Linked DNA regions of Gossypium hirsutum: region 2 is linked to region 1. The links are chromatin contacts, called in public Hi-C maps. All regions are on one chromosome and are shown on one strand. Each heading gives the region's core, a stretch centred on a gene start, on an enhancer-like site or on the middle of the called end of the contact. The rest is flanking DNA. Distances are from core to core; before and after follow the strand shown.

Region 1 (6,604 bases), core at 2,525-5,024:
GAGCTCAATTGATTATTGAATTATTTTACAGGGGCTTTTTGATATATTAAGCCGTGGAAACATAATAATTTAAATATTAAGTAATTTAATATAAAATTTAAATTTTTTTATATATTCATTAAATAAAAAGTATTTTAATAGAATAAAAATAATTATCAATAAGTATGATCTATCTTCTTAAGATGTAAATCTATTTAACCAAATATTTTAGTAAAAGAAAAATATTTATTTAAAAATGTGATAAATCTTATAAATAATAAAAAATTATTTAAAATGACAAATTCAGTAATATAAAGAACAACAAAGTTTATATTAGGTAGTCTTGTACTTTTATATATATAGATAGATTATAAATTAAATATATTATTTAACATAAATATAAATTTAATAATTACATAAAGTAAATAATGTTATTAATGTTGTTATTATATAATCATAACATTATTTTATTATATAAAAATCTTTTAAATACATATTTTATTAGTATAAATATAATTTTAATTCTTACTAAATGTAAAATATTGTTTTAATTTTTCAATGAAATATGGTTTTAACCCTTATTATTATTTAACAAAAAATATTTTTATTTTATTGTTTCAAGTAAAAATATTTTTAATTATTTATTATATGATAAAACTAAACTTGTAAACACATATCTATTTAATCGTATAATCATAAATTTTCAATTGAATTGCATAAAGCTTACATCTCGTATACACATTTTTCATATAAATTTTCAATTGAGTTCTGATCATAAATGAATATAATGACTTTACCGTTATAATTAAAATTATTTATGAATTTGTAATCTAAATCTAAAAATATTCCATTTAAAAAGCGAACTTTGTAGGCAAATATGGAATGAAGATTGTGAAGGTAACAATGGTAGAGCCATATAAAATAAAAATATAACTTTCAATTATTTTGTGTTAAATTTGAAGTAAGAGAAAATTGTGATTAAAGACAGCATATTTGATTATTCAAAGCAATTTAAGTATAGTATTTTAAAATTATGGTAACAAGTTTCAAGTTTATCACATCAGATTTATAAATGAATGCTTCTGAATTTTTGGATCACCTGGATACTGCAATACTAAAGATGAAATTATATGCTTTTTTTTTTATTCCACTAGTGATTTTAAATTTTACAACTTAATACCCTCTCACCATCAACTCTAAATTTCATAATCACAGGTACAAGGTCGGGTCTTGATTCAATATCTTTTATTTTCTTTCTCAACTTGTTTCTTATTTGAAAAGTTTGCATTCATTATTTATTTAATATTGGAAATTTAAAAGATTTAATTAATAAATTATAAATAGGGTGGAATCGAATTTACAGTTATTGTAAGAATTTCGAGACTTAGATGCAGTATATTTAATTTACTTTTTATTTTACGCTACACTATCTAATATTATCACCATCATTTTATAATTTTTTTTAATATAAAAAAATGTCAATTTCTCTCAAATATTTTCTTTCCAAATTAAAAAACTTAAAGATTATAATAATATATTAAACAACAACATGGTACGAAAAAGAAAAAAAAATAAGTCAAATAAATAACATAATTTATACAAAAATATTTAGCGAAAAGTCTTTTACATAAAGAGCTGAAAAGAAGATAATTTGTATTTTTGTTTTGTGCTTTTAATCGTGACATCAAATCCTTAAATTCCTTTCTTTTTCTCTCGATAATGTTGAGACATTACCCAAAGAACAAAATTCATTAGCAAGACATATAAATCAAAATATAAAAAAAAAAATCACAAACCTAATATATATAGATATAAGCCAAATCAATTAATTTGTGAAATTTGCTTTAAAATCCATACTCAACCTTTAAATTTAGCCTTTCAAGCCCTATCATATATTAATATTTAATTATTATATAATTAAAAAATAAAAAATATTTTGATAATATAAATTATAACCTAGACACAATAATAGGGTCTTGAACCTAGAGGTATTCATGAGACAATCTGGGCCGATTTCAAAAAACAGGCTTAAAATTTTATTCAAGCTCGACTTGAATAAAAATATTAAAACTCAAGCCCGGTCCAACCCACCCATATTAATTTTTATATTATTTTAAAATTATATAATACATCAAAAATACTAAAAACATCAAAATAAATATTTCTAAAAAATTGAAAATAAATTTTAAAAAATATATAGACTTAAATACCATTAAAATAAATACAACTTAACAAGTAAATACCTCTAAAATAATAAAAAAATTAACAAATACTTATAAAATAATAACAAAGTTAACAAGAAAATAAATTTTATACAATATCTAAATAATAACAACATAATAATAAAATAATAACAAAATAAAAAAAATAACATTCAAAAATAAAAAAAAATATATATATAAATTTTTTATCCTTTAATAAATTCGAGTTGAACCAAGCCGAGCTAAACCTAGGCTAAAAATATTTTACCCAAGACTTATCTGACCCAAGACTCAATTCATTTTTTAAATTCATTTTTTAAATTAGCCACTCTTTTTTTGTCCAAACTTATTTTTTGGCCTATATTTTTACTCCTCTCACATTTCGAGCGAACTCTCGAGCCAAATAGCCAGACCCATGAAAAACCCTACCTGGATCCATCCATCCCTGGGTGTCATCATCTTCAGCCCCTTTGGAATTGTTCATCCTTTTACCAGTTCCAACAATTTACCATTTCGAGTTTCGATTTCTTTATCTTAAAAATGAAGTTCCGAAATTGTTTCAACTTGTTCATGTCTATTAACAAAACTTAGATTCTTTCCCCTGAATAATGGAATTTTCTCTTCCACCTCAACATCCTCTACTCATCTAATCTTTAATTTTATCCAAATATCTTCTGACAGGCGGTGATGAATTGAGGTATTGTATCGGCTTGAATTCTGTTCCTAACTTCTTAAACCAAAGTTGAAGCAAAGTACACAACACAAAAGTGCTTTTATTACTACTAAAACTACTGTTCTAGTACAAGAACCGACTTACTCTTTGACATTAAACACATTTTTTCAAGCTTCAAAACAAAACAAACACCATAGAGTAGAGCATCACTTGACATTTTGCATTAAAAAAAAAAAGTGAAATTACTCTGTGATTTCAACGACCCTAACATTTGGCCTCTCCGGAGCTTGAGTTTGCTTCCCAATAGTGACGATGAGCATCCCATTCTCCATAAAACCTTCAATCTCATCAGTCCTTGCATTGTCGGGCAACTTGAACCTGCTCATGAAGTTACCATTTTCAGTGCTTATCTGAAGCATCCTGTCATCATCGATGAAAACCAGAACTTCATCTCTGGTGACCCCTGGAAGGTAGGCTTTGTAGACATGGGCCCTTGGGGTTTCTACACAGTTGAGTTGGGTTCCCAAGGAGGGGAAAATTTCAGAGGAGAAACCAGGGAAATGGGTGGAAAGAAATGAAGGGAAAGGGAAAGGGAAAGAATGGGAGAATGGGTTCAAAACATCCAAGTTGTTGAATGGATCCCATAATTCAAGAGAGAAAGGATCAGTGGGTGTGCCTTGTTGGCCATTGATCGGGACAATTGACATGGTTTCTTTCTGGTGGGTTTGGAGTGAAGGAGTGTGTTGAAAGCTCTTGATTTTGGAAACACAGTAAACAGAAGAAAGAGCAAAGTCTAGTTTAATGCGCTCCAACCTCAATGAGGAAATGAACAAAAAGGAAATCTCCACCAGGGGCATAATTGACATTTCGTCTTTTCCGGCACTTTCTAGAATGATATGTTGGTATGAGAGTTTGAGGCTTCAACTGAGGTTTAGCCCACTCTAGAGCACCGTATTCTAGGCTTTTCCATTATTTTTACTTTTTAACTATGAAGATTCCATTACAGGTCGAAAGGTTAAAAAAATTCAGAACACATAAAAAGTATAAGGGGTTTTAAGCCCAAGCCCAGTACCCAAGTTGGAGTGGGGAGTCTGGTTGGTGAAAGATGTCTGTAACACCTGATCAAATATTAGACCATATGAAAACAACACTTAGTCGTAAAAAAACTGCTACAACAACAAAACAAAAAAATAAGAATAACATTACTAAATTTCAAACAAGCCAAGAACAAACTCATCATTGGACTTCAACCACCAAAAACACTATGAACTGGTGCGTTTTTTCTCATAATCTTCCCGATGGATCTCCGCATAGCCCCAACAAGAAATGCTCTTCGAATCAAGTGTACAGTGTCAAACTTGAGAAAAACGAGCCTCTACTAGCGACCGGTCAAGCCTGAGAAATAAGAGGCTCGGCACAAGCCCCACAGTGGGGGAGTCCATGAAAAATGCAGGTTTACTTACATGAATTAGTTATAATTTCACTTAAAAATTTAGATCATATGTTATTATGAAGAATTAATTTAATACAGAACGTAGTTCATAACAATAAGTGAAAAGTTATAGAACTAAAATAAAACTTAAAAAATTAATTTTTTTTAAAAAATTGGTTGTTGTCGCAAAATATTATTATAAAGACGATATTTTGTATTTAGCACCTAAGTTTAACTTCAGTATTCAAGTTGATACTTAAAATTTAGCTTTAATGTTCACTTTGGTACCTAAGTTTTTCTATTTTGATACTTAAAATTTTTTTGTCTTAATTAGGTACCTGAGTTTAGTTTCAATATGTTCAATTTGGTACTTATGTTTTTTTACTATAGCATGTGTTGAAAATTTTTTGGGCCACATAATCTCATTTGGTTTAGATACCAAATTGAATATTGAAACCAAATCCAAGTACCAAATTGAGACAAAAAAACCTCAAATACCAAATTAAATACTAAAATCAAACTTAAGCACTGATTGATATATTAACCCAATAAAAAATTAAAAATTATATTGCATTAACCAGGAAAATATTATTGACATTTTAGGAAAATAATTTCTGGAAAATGATTTACTTTTCTGGAAAAGCTAATATTTTCTGGTGTTTGGATGAAACTGTATAAAATATTTTCTGTTGTTTGGTATATTTCTTAAAAACATTTCATAAAAGTTGTTTTCAATTAAACAAACATGCATTTGAGATTTTCTTATTTTCTCATTGTTTAATTAAATTTATTTTTATCTATAATTTTATATTTTACATCGTTTTTGTATATATTAAAAATATTATGTTAAATTCAGATTCATTACAACGTCATTTTTTAATTACATGACTACGATGTCAACAATTGGACTTGATTTTCAAATTTGAAAAGTAAAGGGACAAATTCTTGAAAATAAAAGTACAAAGACTAAATTACAAGTGTACATATATTTTAACCTTTATACTACAAAACATTTATTATTAAAATATTAGTATTGAATATTTTCAATAATATGTGAATAATATTATTTTAAATTATTATTTTTAAAATTTATTATTAAAATAAAATTGAAATATTAAATAATTTATTATTTATTATATCACTAAATATAAATAATTAAATATGTATGTTTAATAATATTGAAAAATATAATATTTTAAATATTTTTAAAAAAAATAAAAATTATTATCAATATAATAATATTAAGCTTGATTTAAGTTAATTTTTATAAAATATAAAATTATCTATAAATGAGCTCTTTTCCGGAAAATGACTTACTGTTTCCAAAATAGTAAGTTATTTTTACAGGAAAAAGAGCTTATTTTATCTTGATCTGTAAGTCATTTTCTGTTGACCAAATTATTTTCTGTGAAACAAACACAGAAAAATGAAAAAAATATTTTTCGTAAAATCTTTTCCATGTAAACAAACGGACCCTTACAATGATAAAGAGATGATGAATTACTGAATCACTGGTCATATTTACAGTGGAAAATCAATAATATTGACATTTAGAAAGCTAAACTATAAAGCAGCAGTTCTCAAAACACGAAATCTCAATAAACTTCAAGAAAAGATGCTCAACAAAATAAAGAAGAAGGTACAAGACATGATTGAATCCTATGTTACTCCGACTTTTCACTTTATCTTTTAGGTACTCGTACTATATCCAGACATGAGTACAGGATATGATCATGAAATCTAGAAAAAAAAATTCAACACACTTGTATACCGCACTCACATTTGAACCTGACTGACGTAGATTGAACACATCAATAGTTTGCCGTAACTCTCAGCGTCAGATAAATCAATATCAATGTCCCCAAACATGACCTGAGCCAAAGAAGGAAACAATAAGCCATTGATCGGAAGGGACTCCTCTGATTACTGTTAGTACTAGGAAACCTTATGGTAGGTTTCAAATACCATGTGCTGCATTACTGCCAAAATTCTGACAACAATGGAGCAAACCTACTTCATTGTAAAAATATTAGACTCCGTCAGGTTAAGGGTAGAGGTGTAACCGCAAGTCCAGTGGAGTTCCAACTGTAAGAAGCTCGATCAACTCAGACTTAGAGACATGAAATTCGGTTTGAGCTTGATTGAGTTTTACTCTTAAAGCTCAAGCTCGATTCCAAATAAATATTGAATTGCTTGAACATGATAGATTAGGCTCAATTAAGTTCATTTACCTAGTAAAATAAGCTCAATTTTCATGCTCAACTTCAAACTCAATTGTTTATGCCCAAGTTCAAGTTGATCTCCCTAACATCTTAAACC
Region 2 (6,604 bases), core at 2,266-4,765, 650 kb before region 1:
TGATAATACATGTGTGCACTTACTCTAATAATGACTAGGAATAAATTCATTTTTCTAAAGTACTTCATAAAGTAATCAAAACATTATCACAACCAAGGATCGGGTTTTTTACAATGTATTCATAATTTGGTTGGATTTTACTTCATTTATTTTTTTTATTTAACCTCAAATATAGAATATGTATAAATATTAATTTATATTTTCATTAGAATTATAAATATATAAGACAAATCTAGTAATAGTCGATTAAGTCTTACCTCGATTGGTATAAAAATTATTGTTAATGTAGGAGGATATGAGTTCTAGTGTGTTGAAATACATTATCCTCTTATTTATGGGTTGAGAGAAATTATAAATAATTATAGACATAGTAAAAAAAACCAAATATAACCAGAACCTGTAATAAAATTATTAAAAAAACATATTCAATAATTCCCTAATGCCATACAAAAACATTTAAATAATAAAGTTTTAAGAAAACAATAATTTTAAATGGTTAAAATTTGCAGAATCGACAAGAAAACTCACACTATTTAATTTTTTTAAGAATACTAACAAAATTTTATCTAAAAAGAAAATATTAAATGAGAGCAGAGAATTATTTTTAATTTTGATATACACGAAAAAAAACATATTTTTTATTATATTAAAACAAAACAAATATTATTAAAACAAGTGAAAATTATTTATTACAACAGGTTAAAATTTATAGTGTATTTAGGAAATCGGTCCCTAGAAAATTCAACTTCGGTTTTGCTTACTATTGAGTTTGAAAAATACTTTTCAACTCGAACAACATTTGAAAAAAGAAGAAGTAAATAGGTAGTTTTTTCAAATCAAATCTTGATTTTAAAATGAGATTTTAACCCAAATCACATTCGAAAAGTGCTTTTCAATGAAATTATCTTTTATTCCCATCAAGTCTTATACTTTATAAAATCATGTTTAAAATGAACATTTTATGGTAAAAATATTATGGAGGCTTTTGTATTAAGAGTCAAATTGCATTTTCCCACTCTAATAAAAAAAAAGGGGTAAATTGATCCCTATATGTTAAACCAATGAGCAAATTGGTCATTTTTGTTAAAAATTCCACTTATATCTATTTACACTATTAAAAACTAGCATGACTGATAGAATAACCAAACAGTAACATATGAAATGCCACATGTACCTTATATTGATGTGTATGAATAATTTTTTAACAATAAAAATAAATAAAATTTTTAATAGAATAATTAGTTTCCTCTTTGATCTAATATATATGGATTAATTTGCCCTTTTTGGGTAAATGAAGCAAAATGCAATTTGACTCCTAGCATGGGAGTTTCTATGATACTTTTACCAATATTTTATCTTCGCAAAATTATTTTTTGACTGTAATAGTAAACTAACATTTCTTTAGAAGAAATTAAAATATAACTCTTTCATAATGTCCTCGTTTATTTTTTCAAAATTTTGGATGTTATAGAGATATAATTGTTATAAAACCATAACAATATTTGATTTCTCTATGACAACCTTCGAGATCATATTTGAACTTTTTTAATTTTCAAATTAAAAACTATAAAATATTAATAATATTGATTAGTGAGATTTAGATAATAAATTTAATAAAATTTATAAATAAAATTTCTTTTATTAAAAATTATTTTTACTTGATTAAATATGGTTAATAGATTTTTTGCAAAATTTAAATAATTTATTGGAGTAATATATTAAAACTTTTATTTCACTAACGAATAAAAATGTTTTTATTAAAGTTATTATAGAAAATAAATTTAATAAAAAATATATTTCATAATTTATAACTGTAAAAATAAAAAATAAAAAATTGATTTTACAATATACTTGTTTTAATAAAATGTTGTTATATATGTAAATTATTATAAAGAAGTCCCACTATATAATAATATTCTCAAGATACAAACAATCTATATAAATTTTATTCCCAAAATTAGAAATTTAGATTAAATCTTGTATGACTCATAAATTTTATGAAATGTGTCAAATTCAAAAAAAAAAAAAGGGATAAAAGGGTTTTTATTTTATTTTATGTGTGTTTGTCCAAATCACTGAAAAAGAAAATACTGTCATCATGCCTAATGAGTAATTTAGCATGAAAAAACAACTGATAAAAAAAGTACTTTTACTTCTAGTTAAAATTAAAGGTTTTCTTAAAAGAAAATCACATAATAAAGTTTATTTAATTGTAAGAAAAGGGTAAACTATTGGTGACTACTTTTTCAAGTGTTTTCATTTTGGTCACTTAAAATGATATTTTTGTATTTCATTATTTAATGTTTAGAGTATTTTCATTTTAATCATTCAAGTATTAAATTTTTAATAATGGATGACTGTACATATCACATCATATTTATATTTTCATTTTCGTCACTCAACTTCAATGTCATTTTTATTTTGGTCACAAAAGAATTTTTTTTGAACAACAAAAGAATCTTTTTTTAAGTATTGATCGGATTAAAAAACATTAATGATTAAAGTGAAAAATTGGTAGAAACTAAAATGATGCATTAAAAAAATTGTAAAATTATACTTGTTTATCTCATTGCTGAAAATTCTAATTTTTTTTCAATATTAAAAATTTAATTTTTAAAACATCAAAATCAATTAAATAAATTGTTGAAAATTTTTATCCCTTGGTCATGTCAACTAATTTGTTACTATAATATTAAAATTAATTAAGTTAATCTCCTTTCAAAATTTTATTTTAAGTTTATCAAAATAATTTTTTTCAATAATTTATTTAACTAATTTTGATGTTTTGAAATTTAAAATTTCAACACTGAAAAAAATGTAGAACATCCGGTAAACAAATACAATTTGATAAAATTTTTTAATGCAGTATTTTAGTTTCTACTGTTTTTTCACTTTAATCCTTAATATTTTTTTTACTCCAATCAATAAATTAAAAAATGATAATTTTTTTAGGTAACCAAAATGAAAGCGACCTATAAGTTGGATGGTGACCAAAATGGAAGTGTAAACATAATTTGGTATGTACAGTCAACTATCATTAAAGATTTAACGCTCGGACGACTAAAATGAAAGCACCTTAAAAGCTGAGTGATAAAATTGCAAGAATTTTATTTGGGGTGACCAAAATAAAAATATCCTAAAAATTAGATGACTAACTGTGTAATTTACCCATAAAAGAAATAAGATTTACTTCCACAAAATGTATCAGTTTAATGATATTTTGACATTTAGCCTACTGAAATTAATTTAAAAATTAAATAAAAAAATAACACATTACTAGGTAAGGCTAGAAAATTAAGGGAAAGGTTTGGGTCTCATAACAATCGTGATGTGTGTTTAATTTCAGATATGGTATTATATAAAAAAATAAAAAATAGAAATTGGGATACTACATTCATAAATTAAAAAGGCTAGAAAATAATAATCCGAAATCATTTTTTAACATTTTATTTATTTATTTTGAAGTAAAACTTTTAACTAACCTTAGACTTGGAAGTAAAGGACACGTGAGATAGTTTAAACAAAAAAGCCAAAATTTTTAAAACATAATTAATTAAATGACATCCGAAAATTGAATTAATTAATATATTGCCTTACTTTCATTTCCGGGCAGCCCGAACTCAACGGTCATTTAACACGATGAATTGATAGTAAGCTGCCCGTCTTGCCCGATTCCTGACTGGGAAAAATGACGGGCAGTCACTCCCAATCCCCAGTACTCTCTTTCTCTTCCTCCCTTTTGCTTTTGCTATATCTTTTCTTCCTCTCCATGTCTCCTTGATCACGATCCGACGGTCCACAATGAACGCTTATCCTTTTGCTTGTTTCCTCTGCTTTTAGTCCTGCAAATCCTCAGATCTACTTTCGCCTCCCTCCTAAGCTTCTCTGTTTTCTCCTTTCCTTTTGATTTTAGCTCTGTAATTCCTCAGATCTACTCTCTCCGCCTTCCTCATCTTCGTTTCTCGGTATGTTTCGTTCCTCACATCTTTTTTCTTCTTCTTCTTTCGAATTCCCTAACGCTCTCTTTAATCTTTAATTAATTTTAGGTGAGTTGTGTTTTTCCAAAAACCAAAAGCTAATTTATACCAAAAACAACTTTCCGCCGGCGAGTTTTGCTCGTAATTCAAGGTACTTTGTTGTGTTTTTCTTTTAAAGAAAACTTTGTTTTTTTTAATTTATAAATTCCCGCTGTTTCCTTTTTGTTTTAATTTATTTGCACTATTAGGGAAATATTTTTTTTATTTTCTTAATTTTCTTAATTTCCTTTTGCTTTTGCTAGTTCGTACTATATTCTGTAGGAATAAAGTGACAGATCTAACCGCTGATACAGCTTCAGCTTAGATCTAACGGTACGGATGCTTTTTTTATTTGTGCAGGTTGCCTTTAGGTTTATCGTTGGCCGTAGTGAAATACTGAAGTTGCCCACAGTTCGATGGCGGTTACGGTTAGTTACGTCGCGCTAACATGCGCCGGTGAAACTCTAGCTTCCATGTTCTTGTCGGCTCTTGTCAATAACCACCTTGTAGCTCTGGTAAGCTATCCTTTATTTTTTTTAATGTGTTTTATTTTATAATTTTTGCTTACCATATCCTTCAATTTATGCTATTTTTTGCTACGAGTTTCGCGGTTTTCGCTTTAGATCATTGCTAAAATGCGCCCTTGTAGGATTCCTTATTTAGGAACCTTTTTTCTATTGAGCAGTTTTTTTTTTACTAATTTTTTTCCCTCATATTTTTTTTCTCACTCTATTTTTTTTCTTTCATTTGGATACTTATATTATTTTTTTCGTTTTATTTATGTAAAAAAAAAACTTATCGACTTCCAATAAAAAATAAATTTCAAAATAAATCGGAACAAAATTAATAGTTTAGTGTATTTAGATATCAAAAGGAGATTAAAAGATAAATTTCAAAAGTTAAATCCTCCCTTTGATTTTTTCTTAAAAGTATTTCAGAAATTTTTTGCATTAGATTCCTGCTAAATGCGTGGCTGTGTTGTTGAGGACCGAGATTTTGTGACGTAAAGATTTTGGAGTTGCGTTTTAATACGAGATTATTCGTCTTCGTGATTTTATTCCCGATAAAAATGATAATTATATTATAAAATCATAGTTTATTTTTAATATAAAATATAGAATTATTTATAATTCTTTTTTACTTTCAAATTAGAAGATAAAATGTGTTTACTAACATCTTAAAACTATATTAAAAATTTCACCAAAAAAATAAAATATATTAACAATTTTTAGTATTTTATTTTGCTAACTTGCGCTTTTTAGTTGGGGAGATGGAGAAAATATTTACTGTAGTTGTTCGGGGTAGTTTGAATTTTGTCGCATATGAAACTTCAATTTAATTATTTCAGTTGACTTTTAAAATATTTTATACTTTGATTTATAATTTGTTAAATAGTTTATTTAATTAAATTTCATAAAATATAATTTAACATAGAAAATTAAATGATATATTGTATACATTATTAATATAGATACACTATTTTTTTTGTAATTATACACGATACATTTTTTATATTCATAAGTAGGTGACACATACCTTTTAAGATTTAAAAAAAATTGAGATATTCAATAATTTTGCTTATAAAATTTAAAAATAAATTTAAAATTTTTTAAAGTTTTTTTTAAAATTTTATAAATAAAAATGTAAAAAAAATCCAACTTCAAAAATTTTTAATAAAAATAAATGGGATTTTTTTTGGGAAAAATAATAAAACATCTGTCCTAAGTCTTTTTTCTTTTTCTTTTTTGTCATTTTTTCGAATTGTCAAAGTCTCTGTTATGAATCGGATATTCCTTGCGTAATATTCTTGTCAAATCCTAGGTGCCACGTCATGCTTTTGTCCACTATTTTTGAATTTTATAAAGTAATCGTACTTTTTATGTCAATTTTTTTTATACTATCATGTCAAAAATATTTACTTGTATTTAAAATAAAAATAATTTAAGAAAATATCTTAACTGCTTTTAAGCCTTGTAAAATCAATGGTTGGTTGTCCCAAATCGGTCTACTCGTCCATAAAATAGGCTTGGCAAGATATTAAATTCTTCTTCTATTCGATCCGAATTTAGGCAGAGATTATTTTATCCAGTCTTTATATTTATTTGTTATATTATTTTTAAAAATAATAATTATATATGTTAAGTTTTAAATTAGATTTGATCAAATTATGTTAAATTTAATGTGTTAATATTATTTATTAAAAAATATGATTCTATCCATTATTAGTAAAAAAAAATCTAAGTAGGTTTAGTACAACGATACATCGTTATTTTTGTTGTTGTTAATAAATATATTATAAGGGAGATACTTGTGAACTTTTCACTAACAGGGAACAGACAGAAAATTTCATTTATTATTAATACTAAAATTATAAAAAATCATTGAATAAATTAAATCTGAGTGGCTGAGTGAGACTTGAATTCTTTTAATTTTATATGGTTTCAACTTGGATAAATAGTAAATCCAAATGTAAAGCCGAATAAAGTTGGGAAAAAGAGAATAATAAATAAAGACATTTCATCTAACCTGATTCCACCCGGCACACAATTAGTTGTAGTCCAATGGGCCCAATCTTTTTGCTGTTCAGG

The links. A called contact is a pair of places that touch in the nucleus more often than the background predicts.
Region 2: a contact with region 1 is called in a Hi-C map of leaf, with 2.3 times the contacts expected there. The contact joins the promoter of LOC121208243 here to the promoter of LOC107914391 in region 1. A contact is called at or near these places in 13 of 34 Hi-C or Micro-C datasets (callus, hypocotyl, leaf and 1 more).

What each region holds. Positions count from the first base shown.
Region 1 is chrA10:15,343,383-15,349,986 of Gossypium_hirsutum_v2.1, reverse strand. LOC107914391 (18.5 kDa class IV heat shock protein) reads right to left here and starts at 3,774. Exons shown (of 1, transcript XM_016843292.2): 1 at 2,934-3,774. The coding sequence starts at 3,719. The coding sequence ends at 3,096. It overlaps LOC121208238, which reads right to left. Exons shown (of 7, transcript XM_041078784.1): 7 at 5,863-6,157. The coding sequence ends at 6,097.
Region 2 is chrA10:15,989,986-15,996,589 of Gossypium_hirsutum_v2.1, reverse strand. It overlaps LOC121208243 (phosphopantothenoylcysteine decarboxylase subunit VHS3), which reads left to right and starts at 3,515. Exons shown (of 3, transcript XM_041078787.1): 1 at 3,515-3,965; 2 at 4,377-4,531. The coding sequence starts at 4,433.